Regions from separate parts of the Pan troglodytes genome. Here region 1 is linked to region 2. Evidence: chromatin contacts called from public Hi-C data. All regions are on one chromosome and are shown on one strand. The core of a region is the stretch at or near the end of the contact, and the rest is flanking DNA. Distances in the headings are between cores, read along the strand shown. Region 1 has its middle 20 kb from the start of PLXND1. Region 2 overlaps IFT122 (intraflagellar transport 122).

Evidence for each region. Hi-C and Micro-C count contacts between places; a contact is called where the count stands out from the background.
Region 1: a contact with region 2 is called in a Hi-C map of stem cell-derived neural progenitor cells, with 4 times the contacts expected there. The contact joins two enhancer-like sites. A contact is called at or near these places in 2 of 7 Hi-C or Micro-C datasets (induced pluripotent stem cells and stem cell-derived neural progenitor cells).

Annotation. Positions count from the first base shown.
Region 1 is chr2:132,868,297-132,872,834 of NHGRI_mPanTro3-v2.0_pri, reverse strand. No RefSeq gene overlaps it. Among named protein-coding and RNA genes, the nearest start is that of PLXND1, 20 kb to the right of the region's middle. Within about 2 kb of position 2,559, at least 17 of the 24 cell types and tissues checked have an H3K27ac peak or open chromatin away from gene starts, as enhancers often do. A contact at or near this core is called in stem cell-derived neural progenitor cells, where this site is marked.
Region 2 is chr2:132,731,873-132,736,429 of NHGRI_mPanTro3-v2.0_pri, reverse strand. It overlaps IFT122 (intraflagellar transport 122), which reads right to left. Exons shown (of 29, transcript XM_024355640.3): 16 at 787-840. Among named protein-coding and RNA genes, the nearest start is that of RHO, 38 kb to the left of the region's middle. Within about 2 kb of position 2,584, at least 9 of the 24 cell types and tissues checked have an H3K27ac peak or open chromatin away from gene starts, as enhancers often do. A contact at or near this core is called in stem cell-derived neural progenitor cells, where this site is marked.

The DNA.
Region 1 (4,538 bases), core at 1,310-3,809, 140 kb before region 2:
AAGTTGCAATTAAAATAAAGGTGAACAAGCCTGGTGTGATGGCATGCATAGTCCCAGCTACTCTGCAGACTGAGGGGAGAGGATCCCTTGAGCCCAAAAATTCGAGGCTGCAGTGAGCCATGCTGGTGCCACTGCACTCCAGCCTGGATGACACAGCAAGCCCCTGTCTCAAAACAAACAAACGAAATAAAATAATAAAATGAAAAAGGTGAACAACTAAATGTGATCCTGGCCGGTCGCAGTGGCTCACGCCTGTAATCCCAGCACTTTGGGAGGCCGAGGCGGGCGGATCACGAGGTCAGGAGATCGAGACCAGACTGGCTAACACGGTGAAACCCTGTCTCTACTAAAAATACAAAAAATTAGCCGGGCGCGGTAGCAGGCGCCTGTAGTCCCAGCTACTCGAGAGGCTGAGGCAGGAGAATGGCGTGAACCCGGGAGGCGGAGCTTGCAGTGAGCCGAGATCGCGCCACTGCACTCCAGCCTGGGCGACAGAGCGAGACTCTTCTTAAATAATAATAATAATTAAATTTAAAAATGTGATCCTGGCGTGGCTCCTGGATGGGGATGGGAAGGGGATGTGCTATAAAAGACCTCGTTGCGACATTTGGTGATATTTGAGTAAGGTTGTGCAGATTAAATTATTGTATTATGGTTAAATCACTCGATCTTGAAAACCACTGGGGTTGTGCAATAGAATGTCCTTGTTCTTGGGCAATACACATTGGAGGGCTTAGGGTTCAAGGGCCATCGCGCCTGCCCCTTGCAATGGGGGCTTGAATATGCAAGGGCTGGGGAGCAGAATGTTAAAGCTTGGTGAATCTGCATTAATAAGGGGTGCAGTTCTCGGAACTATTCTCACGGCTTTTCTGTTACTTTGAAATTATTTCAAAACAAAACGTAAGCCTGGTCTCTGTCACCGCTTTGTGGCTGCTTCGAGGAGCGCACCCTCTGTGTCCAAGACCTTAAACTCCCTGCCTGGGGTCTGGGCTCCCGACGTTCCTGCCTACGCCGGTTTGATTGCCCTTCAAGCTTAGGTCCCTCTGCCTCTGCGAACCGCTGCAGGCCCATTTCTTGCACAACCAAAATGAAGTCATACTAATCTTGGCTTGAGAGGAGCCAGAATTTCAGAGCCTCCAACCCTGATGCTTTCTACAACCTGGGAAGCTGAGGCCCGGAGACGGAAGTGACCAAGCGCGACTAGATCTAAAGCCTTCCCGACTTCCATTTTTCTCAGTAGGCAAGTGGTCCAAGCCCCACCATTTCCTTCTTGGATTTGAGTCTCAACTCCAGCCACTCCCCTCAAGTCTGGTCTCCCACTCTCACGCCCCTCCAGCCACTGGCCTCAAAACCACCGAGCACATCCACGCGGCCCTCGCCGACTCCCGCAGGGCTGCCTCCACCCCGCGGCTTCTTGCCGGCGCATAGCCTCCCAGAGCCTCCAATGACCGCCCAAGCGACTGCCCTCCCTCCCTCCTTCGCCTCCCCATCTGTGCAATTGAACATTCATTCATTGCCGCGGACTCGAGGCTGCCCAGTCCTCTTCCGGACGGGGCCCTGAGGACAGGACCTGGCTATCCGGCTTCCCGGTGTGTCCCCAGTGCCTGGCCCAGAGCGGCCAATTTGGCGAGAGCGGGAATCTCTGTCCCTGGTTCCTTTAGTCCCCAGCTTTGCTCCCAAGTGACCATCCGCGAGGCAGCGTCCCCTCCTTGGCATCTGCGGCTTCTGAGACGCTCAAGGGCCCAAGGGGGTGAATGAGGTGTGGGCGACTAACTGTAGCCCTGTCCTCTGGGGGCAGCGTGCTGCGCAAGTGATGCCCGGCCAGGGAACGGGGTGCTGGGGCCGCAGTCACCGCAACTTCTGGGTGGAGCAGCGAGGGCCCGGGGGGCTCGGGGAGCTGGGGGTGTACCCGCAGCCGGGGAAGCGGAGGCACAGGACCTGGGCCCAGGGCTCGGAGCCCTTGCTCCCTCCAAGCGAGGCGGGACGAGCACGGGCTGCGGGACCTCCGCCCCGTGCCCCCGCCCCCCTAGGCCGGCTGGGAGCTGGCCAGGGGCTCAGAGGTCGCACCTCTGGCCGCGGGAGGACGAGGCGGAGCCGGAACGGAAGCGCGGACAATGGGCCCTCCGGGGCCGCTTCCGGCCTCTCTCTGCGGGGCGGGAGCACGGGAGAGCCTGGGGCCTGGCCTGGGCGGGGCTCGGGCGCCCTCCCTGGGTCGCCTTCGCAGCACCCCAGCCTGGGCCCCTCCCACCCCTGCCGGTCTGAAAGCCAGGGACCCGCCCCGCCCCAGCTCTGTCCCCAAGCTAAGAGCCTGGCACAGGCTGGCGAGTATGGAACTGGGTTGTTTTTAAAAACTTTTATTCATTGAGTTATAATTTACATCAGGAGAAGTGGCCAGATCTCAAATGTGAAGTCTGGTAAACTTTGCACGTTTATACCCTGTAAATGCTCTGAACAAGACATGGAACATTCCCAGCAACCAGAAAATTCCCTGGTGGCCCTTCCCAGTCAGTCCCTCCCCCCAGCCCCAGCCCTAGCCCTGGCAACTACCCATCTGTGTACCGTCCTGTGGCCTGGCCTTTTCCAAACAGCATGTACATGGGATCCTGCAGCGTGGAGCCTTTCCAGCCTGGCTTGGAGATGCATCCTTGTGTCGGAGTATCAAGAGGCTGTTCCTTTTCGTTCCATTGTATGGAGGCCTCCATGTGTTTACCTCTTCACCAGCCCAGGGACACTTGGCTTGTTTCCAGATTGCAGCAATTATCAATGGAGCTGTGACAAGCATCTGTACAGGTTTTTATGGACCTGTGTTTTAATTTTATTCCAATATCTAGACGTGGGATTGCCAGGATGCACGTGTCTACATTTGACTTTTTTTTTTTTTTTTTTTTTTTTTTTTTTGAGACAGTCTCACTCTGTCTGTCCCAGGAGTGCAGTGGCGCAATCTCGGCTCACTGCAAGCTCCGCCTCCCGGGTTCATGCCATTCTCCTGCCTCAGCCTCCTGAGTAGCTGGGATTACAGGCGCCTGCCACCGCGCCCGGCTAATTTTTTTTGTATTTTTAGTAGAGACAGGTTTTCACCGTGTTAGCCAGGCTGGTCTCTATCTCCTGACCTCGTGATCCGCCCGCCTCGGCCTCCCAAAGTGCTGGGATTACAGGCGTGAGCCACCGCGTCCAGCCACATTTGACTTTTTTTTGAAGAAACTAGCAAAAGGTTTTACAGAGTGGCTGCACCATTTCACATTTCACCCCTGCCCCTGTCGCTCCACATCCTCACCCACACTTGGTGGTGTCAGTCTTTTCTGTCTCAGCCTTTCAAGTGGGAGTAGGGCTGTCTCAAGACAGGGTTGACTGAGCAAAGAGCGAACTCCCACCCAGCGCCTCCCAGTGGTTTCCTGCCCTTCCCTCATCCTGCTCCCAGATGGAGGTGCAGGCAGTGGTCCCAGCCCCAGCTCCACCCCACGAGTCCCCAGGTGAATGCTCCACCCCACGAGTCCCAGGACTGAGCAGGCACGCACCTTCCTATGCTCAAGTCCTCCTCAGACACTGGAGCAGGGAGGCACTGGCAGAGTCCCCAAGTCCAAAGTGATGGGCTGGGTTTCCACCTGGTCCTACCTGCTTAGCCATCTAGCCTTCTTCCCAAACAAGCAGCCTCTGGAGGAATCACTGGAAGACAGATGGGGAAGGGGGCGGTGAACACAGGTGCTGCGTGGGAAGCCGAGGGGTTGGGTGGCTGCAGCCTGTGCCCCCAGCAGGTAGGCAGGCCTCATGGTTGGACCACCCACATCCACGGGCCCCCCTGGAGGCCCTGCTCTGCCTCTGAGACCCTGTGACCCTGTGTTTTGGGAGATGGGGTGGCAGTACCAAGGTGAGCCTGACTGCCTTCAGCAAACCTTTACTGTGCACCTACTGTGTGCCGGGCCCTGCTGTGGCCCTGGAGACATATCCCCTGCCCTGGTGAAGGTCCATCCAGTGAGAGAGATGGATACTAGCCCTGATTGGCACTTTGGTCAGGGAGGGCCTCTTTGGAGGGGGATATTTGAGCAGAAACCTGAGGGATAAGAAGGCGGCAGCCCTGGGGAGATCTGGAAAGGGCACGACAGGCAGAGGGCACAGCAAAAGCACCGTCCTGGACCAAGCTCAGTGAGGAGGCCAGTGCTGCTGGAGCGGAGAGCCAAAGGGAAGCCTCGATGGTGCCTCTGCCAGGGGTCCCAGCTACTCAGGGGGCTGAGGTTGGAGGATGGCTTGAGCCTAGGAAGTCGAGGCTGCAGTGAGCTGAGATCGCAACACTGCACTCCAGCCTGGGTGACAGAGTCAGACCCTGTCTCAAAAAAAAAAAAGAAGTGGAGCTGAGGATTCAGATATGCAGGAAGTGAGGAAAGATCATGTGAGGACACAGCCAGAAGGCACCATCTGCAAGCCAAGGAGAGAGGCTGCAGCAGACACCAACCCTGCAGACTCCTTGGTCTTGGACTTGGCCTTGCAGCCTCCAGAATAGCGGGAGAGGTCACGGGGCGGGGGGGAGGTTTGCTTGCTAGGCT
Region 2 (4,557 bases), core at 1,335-3,834:
AGGCGGGGTGGCACATGCATGTGGTCCCAGCTACTTGGGAGGCTAGGTGGGAGGATCATTTGAGCCTGGGAGGTCTATGCTGCAGTAAGCTGTGATCGTGCCACTACGCTCGAGCCTGGGGAACAGAGTGAGACCTTGTTTCAGAAAAAAAAAAGAAAAAAAAAGAAAAAAAAAGCATAGTGTTGACCACCACCCAGCAAATGGCATACCTACAACCAGCTTCCTTAGCACACTGCAGGCCTATTGGGTTTGGATGACAAGGTCAATACTCTCAGCCAGAAACAGTAGGGCTAGGGGTTGCTCCAGAACTCTGGGGCGCTCAGTTCAGACCGTGGGCCTTGCTCCCCAGGTCCATTTCTGGGGAATGGAGCTCAGCTCATGTGCATTTGGGAAACTCCTCCAACACTATCAGATTACTGGAGTCTGAGAGGATGGTGACCAGCTATCCGCCACCAGGAGGATGCAAACCAGTTCCTGAGAACCTACTGAATCCTCACAGCAGCCTGTGAGGTAGGTCCAATCCCTTTTCACAGACTAGAAACCCAACCCTGGAGAGATCCGGAACCCATGTGCCTCACCCAGCTATCACACAACAGCTCACACTACCTGCTGTTGTCTCCCCCAGTGTGGCCACTCTGCCCCCGGAGCAAGGCTGTGGCCCAGATGCCCAGACGCCAGTGAGCTCTGTTCCCATGTCCTCAAGGCTCTTGCCTGTTAGAAGGGCTGCCCCTAAAACAGGAACCCCAAGTATGCCTTCTTGAGAAGGAAAAATGCTTCATCTTTTACCTCAATGCTGCTGATGAGCTCTAAATATCGGAGGTCTTGTACTCTGATGAAGGCCTGTGGGGAAGAAATAAAGAATAAAATAAGCTGTCTTCTTGGCTTCAAAAGTGGGTGATTGGCTAGGGGTGGGAAGTCAAGCTCTATCTAGACAGTGAGCCACAGAGGAGAGGAAGGGAGCAAGCACAGATTAATCATCGTGCGTGCAGGAGGTTATACCACCCAGTGAGGCATGGCTTTATCCATGGGATTGGACCATGTAAAGAACAGCAAAGACATCCCAGTTGCATCAGTCATTTTGAGATCAGGTAAAACAAAACCGTGATGCCACAGTCTGTGGCGGTGCCTCCTTGGGAGACTCTAGACCCAAAGAAGAACAAGCCGGTCTGACCCTCTGGGGGGTCAGGCAGCATCACAGCAGGAGAGGATGAGATGCATGGACTGATGACAGACTGCCTATACATCTTGGCAACATGGGTAGAATGCAGGGGACAGCTATGCCTACCCAGTGGTGCCACAGACACAGGGGACCCAGAGCCCCTGGTACCACAGAGGGAGCAGAGGAGGGGAAAGCTGAGAGGGTATAAAGACAGATTCTGGAAGAAGGTGGAGGGGTAGGGAATGAATCCCGCCAAGTCTGTGGAAGGCAAACTCTTTATGTAAACCCTAAAATTGCAGCCCTTGCCTTGAACTCACAGTAAAGCCAGAGACTTTAACTCATGGACCTCTAGAAGTTTCTGAGGAACAAGCAGACTGGTGTTAGCTAAGCTAGTTTTGCTGCTTTCAGATTCTGCCCAGGGTTTGGAGGAGCACAAGCCACCAGGTCAGGCTGCTTTCAGGTGGCTTTGCTGTCACCATTTATTGCCCCATTCAAAATGGGCTGACCTGTGCCTAGAGGAGGCAGCAGCTCCAGAGCCCTTTGAACTGAACACGCAGAGCAATCCTGACCACTTGCAGCCTCTGCTCAGCAGCATGGCATCCTCCTTCCTGAAAAGACCTCGGGAGATGAGCGAGTCCCCGGCCTCTGGCTGCCTTGCAGGTGACCACAATGCAACTTTATCTTTTCATCCCACAGGACCAGGCTTCCTGTCAAGAGACTGAGGACCCAGGGAGAAACATGTCTTGGCCCCTGTCCCCCTCCACAATTCAGAGGTCCACATTCTAACAGGGAAAGCTGGTCAATTAAACAGATCATGACACCTCCCAGAGCTAAGAGCTCTCCAACTACGAACTAGATGCCTGGAGAACACGGATGAATGGTCTGAGCATGAGCAGGGGTGGGAGGCAGCGTTAAGTGAGGCATCAGAGTCAGAACCTGGCAAACAAGTGTTTGTGAAGAGGAATTCGTAGAAAAGGGCAATGCGGGCATCACATGGGCCAAGGAACACAGGGCTAAGACTACCTGTGTCCCAAGCTGTAGGTCTTACACATCACCCTCTAGATCTCGGTTTCCTTAAAGCGCCTTGAGAGGGCAACCCTGCAAAGCCCAGCACAGTGGCCAAGAGGGAAAGGAGCATTCGAGGTCTAAGTCCTCGCTCTGAGCCTACTTCTCTGCTTCTGGGCTCCAACCATCTTCTTCGTGGAAAGGGGCCTGCTACTGACACCCTCTCAAGGGTCTTTCTAGCTGTAGCTCAGCTGTGCTAGTGTCTAGGATTTGCCCATTAATAAATCTGTTTCCGAGTTCCTTCAACCTGACACATTTTGCAGCGTCAGGGTGCCTGGTCAGAGTCACAAGGCCCCTGAATGAGCTCAGCAGAGGGAAGCCTGGGAATAGGGAGGAACCTGCAGCTCTGCTCAGGGTCTGGCGGGAGCTCAGCAGCTCTTCTCTGCCATCTAGTGGGGATGGCTGTCCATCTCTAGGAACCACTATATCCAAGCTGGTGAGCCTGAGTGCCTGGCACAGAGTAAAGAGGTGGGGTACTCGGGATTTAGATGAAATAGTAACATCCAACCTATCTTCAATATCATGTGGCTTTTTCAAAACAGCATGTTGTACACAATAGATATATACCACATACACTTACTTTTCAACTATAGTAAATCTGGCTGGGTGTGGTGGCTTATACCTGTAATCCCAGCACTTTGGGAGGCTGAGGCAAGAAGACTGCTTGAGCCCAGGAGTTCAAGACCCGCCTGGGCAACACAGTGAGTCCCTGTCTCAATATTTAAACAAATATATAAAAATATATATATTTATAAAAATATCAGTAAACACTCATATTAAACCTTGTGGCTTTTTACAATCCTTTCTATTCTAGGGATTTGTCGTCTTCCTCCCTGCTGGCATTTCTGGGTGGGGCAGGAGAGGGAAGCTCCCTCCATAGAGATGCCTCCTCCCTCCTCTGAATTCTTTTTTTTTTTTTTTTTTAAGTCAGAGTCTTGCTCTATGGCCCAGGCTGGAGTGCAGTGGCACCATCTCGGCTCACTGCACGCTCCGCCTCCCAGGTTCACGCCATTCTCCTGCCTCAGCCTCCGGAGTAGCTGGGACTACAGGCGCCTGCCACCATGCCCGGCTAATTTTTTGTATTTTTAGTAGAGACGGGGTTTCACTGTGTTAGCCAGGATGGTCTCGATCTCCTGACCTTGTGATCTGCACACCTCGGCCTCCCAAAGTGCTAGGATTACAGGCGTGAGCCACCGCACCTGGCCCCTCCTCTGAATTCTTACAGCCTCCTCCATCTCCACTTTCCTACACTGAGGACATCTAAAAATATAATCTAGATCATTGTTACACAACGATCACTTCCCTTGTTTAGTAATGGCTAGCATCTGCACAACCATCCCTGATTTAAATTCCCCTTTACAACATCTCAGTTAAGCCTCATGACTGCAGCAGGCATTCTCACCACCCCCATTTCAGAACTGGGAGGACTGGGGCTCCAAGGAAAGTGGCTGGCCTGAGGTACCAGAGCCCCTTATGTGACACAGCTCGTTCTCAGCCAGGCTTCTTAGTCCTGGTCTGGTCCAGTCTCCTCTCTTCATGCCTACAAGTCTTGATCTAACCCAAGGCGGGCATCACATCCCTCTTTGCCACTCCTTCAATGTCAGCCCAGGAATATGGACAAAATGAGCAGCTCATTAATTGACTGTGGGGAGATAAAGAGGGAAGGGGTAGGGGAGTGGAGGTTGGAAGCCATTCCTTCCTCCATCTGAGGTTCTAGATGGAAATACAGCTCAGGAACATACCTGGGCTTTTCCTTATGTGCAGAAAGGGGTCAGATGTTTTCAGCCATCTCTCTAGCTTTCATAGACTAGGCCAGGAAAGGACACAACGAATCAAGTCCATGAATCCCGCCATGAAGGTACGTGGGAAGTGCCCACATTGCTGTCAGAATCAGAGACCTTGACCATCTCTCCCACCTTAGTTGGCAGATGCTAAGAAAAGCAGCATTGTGTGCAGCATCATGGCCAGTGACTACACCGATAATAAAAGCCGCCATTTACGGAGTGCCTGTGATGTGCCAGGCTACTAGCCAGGTGCTTCCCATAGAGAACAGCTAATAAGAGTGACAGCCAGAATCTGACATGCTGCTCCTGGGTCAGCCTTTACAGGCATCCTCCCATTTGATCCTCACAGCTTTGTGAGGATGGGGCCTGTCATCACCCTACGTCTATAGAGAAGCAATCTTAGAAAGGGTGTCACCTACCCAGGCCCACAGTGAGGAAGTGGCTAAGATACAAGCCCAGGTCAGCCTAACTCCAGAGACTGCTGCAGTCTATGGCCTCTCCGTGCCACCTGCGTCCCCATCTGCCTTCTTAAGGGACCCCACAAGGACC